Linked DNA regions of Triticum aestivum: region 2 is linked to region 1. The links are chromatin contacts, called in public Hi-C maps. All regions are on one chromosome and are shown on one strand. Each heading gives the region's core, a stretch centred on a gene start, on an enhancer-like site or on the middle of the called end of the contact. The rest is flanking DNA. Distances are from core to core; before and after follow the strand shown. Region 1 holds the start of LOC123154035. Region 2 holds the start of LOC123149375.

Region 1 (3,739 bases), core at 342-2,841:
ACCATGGATGTGGATGATTTGTTGGCAAAGTTGGGGGGATCTGGCTCCAGGAGATGGGTTTGGAGAAAATCAGCAGCGACAACTGCCCATTGGCTGCCAGTCTTCCACGACGAGCCACTACCCTTTCTAGCCGAATGGTGACAATCAATTGCCTCCCAGCCAAAAGTGCGATAGGGGAGGCAGGTGCATCTTCTACATGGAGTTCGAAGCGCTTGAGAGCTGCTGCAATGGTCTTATCGCCCCAAGTGGTGCGTCCCCGACGACGACGAGGCTTCATCTAGGAAGAAGATGTAATGGACCTGATTGCAATTTTTATTTCTAGTTTAGGGTCCTTCTTGTAAAAGTCAAGGGCTTAGGTGCTATTCACCTTTCATGTGAGTCCTTGTGTGGACTTTGTGTTGTAACCGCCTTACTTTTAATGAAGCTCTAGACCCTTTGTGGCTTTTCCTGTTCAAACAATAATAACACTCAAGCCTTATTATATTTATGAGAAAATTGCAACGCTCTAATAATCCTACAAAGCAAATAGATAACCCAGAAACAAAAATCATACTCCTTCCGTTCCGAATTACTTGTCGCAGGTATGGATGTATCTAAATGTATTTTAGTTCTAGACACATCAATTCTTACGACAAGTAATTTGAAACGGAGGGAGTATTTTTGAATATAAACCCTCTACATTTGTAATTGGTTTGACGAAGCCTTTACGGCCGTTTCGTCTTGTAGGCCGAGGTCCTCCACTTGGGGTGTGTTTGGTAGGGTGTATAAGGGTGCATGAGCCCAAGAGTTCCCTTCTCAACCCACTTTTAGGTGTTTGGTAGAGTGTATGAAGGATGCATGAATCCACACTAGTTTAGCACAAATACACTAGGAGCATGCATGAAAAGAATGTTGGGTTGAGCATGCATAAAGAGGAAACAACTATGCTAAGTTGAGAATGTAACCAAACACACCCTTGATGGGTTGGCGAAATGGGCCAGCCCCATTGTTGGTACTTTGTGCGTATCGAAGTAGAACCGCGCAGTCCAACGGCTCCCATAAAGACGGAGACCCGGGCCCCACCTGCCATCGACCCACATCACGTGAAAGGGAGGCCCCAACCGTTTCCAAATCTGTGGCCGTGCAGGCGTACGTGTGCGCAGTCGCCCGCCCAGCCCACCAAGTGGGCCCGCCTCGAGTCATAGGCAACCACGCGTCCCGTCACCTACCCGCCAACCCGGTAACCGAGCCGAGGATCCGAGGACACGTAACGGCAGCCGGGACCACACGTCAGTCATGCAACTAGAACCGAATCCCCGTGAGGAGACCACGCCAACACAGAGCCGCAGCCGGGTATCCCCTCGACGAAATCGCTCCGGCCACGCAAGCTCCCTCACTGACAACGCGGGACCGCCCCCGCAGCCAGGCTGCCCGCAGCCGCGCGAGTCGCCTCGGGGTGCCCGTGGCATTTACGGCGAGGGCACCTTTCACGAGGCACGAGCACGACGCCCCGAGGCCCAGCCCACTACGACGACACGGTGGGACGCGACAGACAAACGGGCGCCGCGATTTTTTTTTACACAGAGAAGGAAAAGCAACCGTCTCTCTCTCCCCTCTTTCTCCCTCCCTCCCGCTGGCGGATCTGAACTCCCCCCAAAATCGTGACCCGTGAGAAACCCTAGCCCCCAGAGGTTTTCCGCCCCCACGACCGCCGTGGCGCCTCGCCGGAGAGCTCGGCCCGCCGCCGACGCCGGCGCCGGCCCGTCCTCCCCGGACGCCGGCGAAGATGCGCCGCTCGCCGGCGACGACGACGCGGCCGCCGGGGCCTCGCCGGAGGCTTGCGGCGTCGGCACGTCCGAGCAGGCCAGGAAGGCGCTGTCGCTGCGCTCGCCGTTCGACGGCGAGGAGGCGGCCGCCCGGAACTCTCTGCTGCCCGCGCGGGTCGCCAGATGGGCGGTGGTCGGCGACATGCGGAGGAAGCACAAGAAGGCTCAGCCGCCGGACCCGGCAGCTGCTGCGGAGCAGCCCAAATCGAGATCCAATGCTTTCTGGGACAGGATGGAGCCTTATTTCCGGGATATGACGCTGCAGGATTTGGAGATGGCAGAGCCCAAGCCTCTCTCCAGTTCCAACTGGCTCGATCCATGCCTTCTTGTGCCCTTTGTGGGCAGTGGCAAGGAAGTGTTGCGGAGACATGTTGATCCGTCTGATGTGGCCGTGGTCGCCGAAAACTCGGGTTCGAACTCGATAGAGGTGGAGAACGGCATGGTGCATAGCAAACATGATCCACATGAGAGCTCAGATTTTGTTTGGAACAGTGCGGAGCTAGTCAATAGCAATGGGGCCAGCGGAGATCACTGTGAACGGGATATGCAGGAGGTGATTTTGCACCAAGACGAGCAACCGGTGGTAATTGAACTAGATCCAGGCAAGAGAGATGGTGTTGTTTTACCAGGCCTCAGCCAGAATCCGGACTCCTCATTGAGTTGGCTCCTGGGAGCAAGAGGACGGGCTGTGCTCACTTCGGAGCGCCCAAACAAGAAGAGGAAGCTGCTGGGTGCAGATGCTGGGCTTGAGCAGCTTGTGGTCCTGCCACCCTTAGAAGGTGACTCTTGTTCAAAGTGTGATGTATGTTGTTTGGGAGAGAGTGATGCTGCCTCCAATAGGATGCTCCAGTGCAATCGCTGCAAGGTGTCGGTGCACCAGAAGTGTTATGGTGTGCAGGTCGAGCCAGATGGCTATTGGATGTGTGCCTTGTGTGAACGGAGGTTGACACAGAGTGATGCAGGCAGGATTGCGTTTATGCCTTGTGTGCTTTGCTCAACGGAGAAAGGTGCTTTGAAACCTGTAAAATGTGAGCCTGGTGGAATTGCAAATGGGGGCAACCTGAATTTTGCACACTTGTTCTGTAGTCTATGGTCACCGGAGGTTTTTGTAGAGGACATGGACTCAATGGAACCTATCACAAATATCGAAGACATCCCAGAGAAGCGGACAAAAATGGTCTGCACTATTTGCAAGATTATGCGTGGTGCATGTGTTCGATGTAGCCATGGTATGTATTTCTACTCTGTCATGTAGAAGTGTGGTCCTTGTGTATACCAGAAAGCCTCTAATTTATGGGATACATTGCACCTCATGGTATCGCTCTATAGTGAAATTCTACTAAATATTTCACCTAGTTTTCTGTCTTCTTATGCTGCTTTGTCGCACTGAAATGGTACCTTTTTCCCCTAGTCCCTTCCTTGCTTTCTTGTGGTAAGGTCTATCATAAACTTACCACGTGTTGTCTGAAATGATTTATTATAGCTAATAACTGGCAAATTCACAGGGATCGAGCAGAATCAGAATTAGACCAGAGTATTGTTTGATTTGCTGGTTTGTTGCGATTACTTCTTAGGAGACAGAAGTAGAACCGGTTCAGAGACTAACAGCAGAAGCAAATTTATAATTCCTGCAAAATAGCTGTTTCATGTTGAACTATTAATCACTCTAATCTGCTGGCAGAAGGCTTTGCAAGGTTGCATAATACTTGCCAATATTGGTCATAGGCAGGCTTTGCATCTTGAGGATGGTGTTCCAACTAAGAATTTAGCTGCTTGAACTGCGGTATTTGATGATTAGACTTTTACTGCTTTTCGGGACATTGCAATCTGTATCTATACCATTGTTGACGATGGAATGTAACACAACCCTACAAATTTTAATTTAAGAACATATAGATTGTGTAGGACAAGAAACATGATGTTTGATGAGATTA
Region 2 (3,739 bases), core at 747-3,246, 190 kb before region 1:
CTTTTGTACCCTCGCAAAAAAAAACTTTTGTACCCTGGCATGCTTTTTACAACGAAGTTATCATGATATGTCAACATTTTTTACTACGTTAAAATTACCATGATGTTGTAAATATTAACAGAGCAGCCGGGCCATCTATATAGAATAAAAATATAAAAGGAAAGAAAGAAAAAATATTCGTTTCCAGGTCACGCTAAGTAGCAGTACAAATACTATCTAACCTTAGTATAATCATTGGCTCAATCTAGATGGGGTGGTTGTGAACTACTGTGGACTACCAAGAGGTGGTGGGTTCGGTTCCCCACTTCTGCTAATTCTTTTTATTGCGCTAGAAGAAAAAAGAAGATGTGGTGGATCGATTCCCACATTGAGAGTGGAATCCGGATCTGTCGCTAACGACCGGTCGATTGGTTGTTAGCACAGTCCTTTACTTATATATAGACACGTTTTAATGTTGAGCTGTATTTAATATTAGGTACATCTGTCAATAGACAAAATTTAGACAACTAATTTGGGATGGAGGCAAATACTTATATATGATGAAAAATAATATATTTACACCGGCGTTTGTACGCGAACACGTACATTGCAAGCGCAATCGCAATAAGAAAAGAGCATGCAAACTCCAAGCTTGCATTGCACTAGTACAAGCTTTGCTTTGCACAATACAATTTGCACTACTAAGGTGGTGTTTGTTTCTCTAGTCCTAAGACTTTTTCTAGTCCCTGAAACTTTTTGAAAAAGACTCTCAAGAAGGTGCTTCTAAGGACTTTTAGTAAAAAGTTTCAAAAAAGTCCCACCCTGTTTGGTTTGCTAGGGACTTTTTCTAGTCCTTACACCAAAAAGTCCCTGGAAACAAACACCCCTGGGCTATCTATCTTCGATCAGTCAACCGTCACAGAGACTCTGGGATATCCACCGGCGGAGTCGTTGAAAGGAACAGGTCGCACACTTTGGAGCGCCAGTCTGGGTCCGACGACCGGATGTACCCGGCGGACCTCCTCTTGTAGTCCTCGAGAGGGGCAGCACCCCCCAGCGGCGGAGCGCTTCCTCGTCGCGCAGCAGAGAGCCGACCACGTCGGCCTTGTGCCCGCAGTTCCGGTGCTTGTAGCCGCAGTAGCCCGCGGCACGCCGGAAGGTGCGAAGCGCGCCCCGCAGGTCCTGCTGGTCCATGTAGAACTCGGCTAACTCCAGGCAGCTGGTGGCGGCCAGCTGCAGGTCGCCGGTCCTGGCGAACAGCGTCGTCGCCTCCTCCAGCGCCTGCTCCACGTACTCTACCTCGTACTTGGCTGCACGCACCAAGACAACACATGGATGGATAATAACCAGAATCATGGATAGGCACACGTTACTTCGATCGGAATCACGGCCTACATATTGATAGATACACGTACGTTTGTGTTCGATCTCGATGAAGCATTTAGCAGAGCGCAGCAACGCGGTGGCCGTACAGATTTATGCACCAAGACAACGCGATGAAGCATTTATGCATCAGATCAGCCTGCTTAATTGCATTGACTAGTAGTAGTAATATTAAGGGGACAAGATGAAAAATACTGAGTAGTAAGTAAATAATTTGGCCGTACAGTTTAAGGCGATGAGGTAGCAGAGGGCCGAGTCCTTGAGGTCCTGCCAGGTCCGGAACACGGTCCCTTGCCGGAAGGCCCTGCCCCTCAGCACGCGCGCGCGCGCCTCCAGGGCCGCCGGCCCTTGCCTCTCCTCCTCGAAGAGTATTATGTCCTCCTCCTGCTGCTGCTGCGGCTGAGATCGATCGTCGTCGCGCCGAGGGATCGACATCTGTTCTAGTATGTCCTTCTGCTCCTCGTAAGCGATCGGCATCCCTTTCTCGTCCTCGTCGTGCCGGGGGATCGGTTCGTAGCCGCGGCGGCGAGCGTCGCGTCGGTCCAGGAACGACGACGCTGACGTACCCATCACGGCGGCGGCGGGTTGGGTTCAGCTGTGGATGTTCTCTGCCCTTTTTTTTCTGATGAGGGGACTGTACCTTCACCTTTCTTGGCGGAGCGGGACTGCTGCATATATACACGCTACGGGATCCACCGGCCGGGTCCTAGTCGGACGCGCACTTGACTCCTTTTTTTTTTAGGGCCGCACTTGACTTTCCCCAATTTCCTTTTTCTTTTTTACCCCAAGGAACATGTGTTGGAATTGGAGAAACCCCATACGACGCTCTCTCGTCAAGTTTTTTTTTTTTTTAGTTGGCTCTCTGCGTCAAGTTGTGGTACAAACGCACAGACATGGCGAGGCCAGCGATTAAAAGGCCCGGCCTGTTTGCTCGTTTCATTGTTGTGGTACAAACGCACAGACATGGCAAGGCCAGCGATTAACAGGTCCAGGTATGTTTTTTTTTCGTTTTTACCTTTTGCTGATTTTTTATCGTTTTGTTTGACTTTTCATTTTTTTTAGTTATCTGATTCTTTTTTCTTTATCTTTTTTCCCTTTCGTTTTCATTTTTAATTCCTTTTTATTCTCCTTTTTATCTATTTTTGTTTTTCAGAATTCTAAAAATTGTTCAAAATTGCAAAAAATGTTCGGAATATCAAAAAATGTTCGTACTTTGAAATTTTTGGTCACAATTCAAAAAATGTTCATGATATATAAAAAATGTTTGCCTTTCAAACAGGTTCACAAGTTCAAAAAAAATCCTGTTTTCAAATTTTGTTCACAAATTCAAAAACTGTTCGGGTATTTTTAGAAAATGTTCGCATACTGGAAAAATGCTCTCCTTGTCAATAAATATACATAAGTTCAAAAAATGTTCCTGTTTTCAAATTTAGTTCATAAATTCAAAAAATGTTCCCTTTTTCATATTCTGTTCAGAGTTTCAAAAACAATTCACAGATGCAAAAAATGTTCCCTTTTGTCAAACATGTTCTTGTTTTCAAAAAAAATTCCTTTTTCAAAATTTGTCGAGAAATTCAGAATAAATCACAATTTTAAATTTGTGTGCGAATTCAAATATTGGTTACATTTTTTACAAAACTTGTTTGTGTTTGTGAAAAAAAATTGGAATTAAAAAAATGTTGCTGTTTTTTAAAATTTGTGCATGAATTCATACATTCTTCCGGTTTTGAAATTTGGTTATAAATCCAAAATTTGGCCAATTTTTTCAAAACTTGTTTATGTTCTTAAAATTTTGTTTGGAATCTCTTTTAAAAGATATTCAGATTTTTCATGAAATGTTTGAAAAAAAAATATTCGGATCTGTCAATGCAGTTTGCTCTAAATTATTTCGCGCTACTTACCAATCACTAGCGCTACCCAACTCGGGTGCTTAGGTACGTACCTCAATTTGAGGTGGACCGTGAGTTCAAATTCGAGCTAATATGCCTCATTTTTGCGGTGCTTTTTTCACCACTTGTTGCTCCTGTGTTGGCCGGCCCAGGTGGAGACTACCCTGTGCGAAGCCCTGCCTGTCCTGCCGCAGAATGCGACAGATAGGAGGTCCCTTGGAATTGATCTCGTGTTTTTTTAGGTGTAACTAGGGATTTATTCAAAGTCTAAACAGTTTGGAATACAAATAATGTCCGGGACAGTCCCTAACCACACATGGTGGCCATACAAATAATGTCTCGTGGTTTGTTGGGGTCACGTGGGTTGTGTGCCATGAGAAGTCTCCCCCGTCACGATGTGTCGGCCCAATCGAACCAGGGTACTCTGAGCCGAGCAGCCGACGGACCTGGGCCTTGACGATGGCGCCCGGCAAATGATGCCACACAGG

The links. Hi-C and Micro-C count contacts between places; a contact is called where the count stands out from the background.
Region 2: a Hi-C map of leaf shows a contact between it and region 1, with 3 times the contacts expected there. The contact joins the promoter of LOC123149375 here to the promoter of LOC123154035 in region 1. A contact is called at or near these places in 3 of 5 Hi-C or Micro-C datasets (all in leaf).

The regions. Positions count from the first base shown.
Region 1 is chr7A:129,107,681-129,111,419 of IWGSC CS RefSeq v2.1, reverse strand. It overlaps LOC123154035, which reads left to right and starts at 1,591. Exons shown (of 18, transcript XM_044572846.1): 1 at 1,591-3,034. The coding sequence starts at 1,948.
Region 2 is chr7A:129,298,112-129,301,850 of IWGSC CS RefSeq v2.1, reverse strand. It overlaps LOC123149375, which reads right to left and starts at 1,996. Exons shown (of 3, transcript XR_006474613.1): 1 at 1,587-1,996; 2 at 1,395-1,501; 3 at 529-1,289.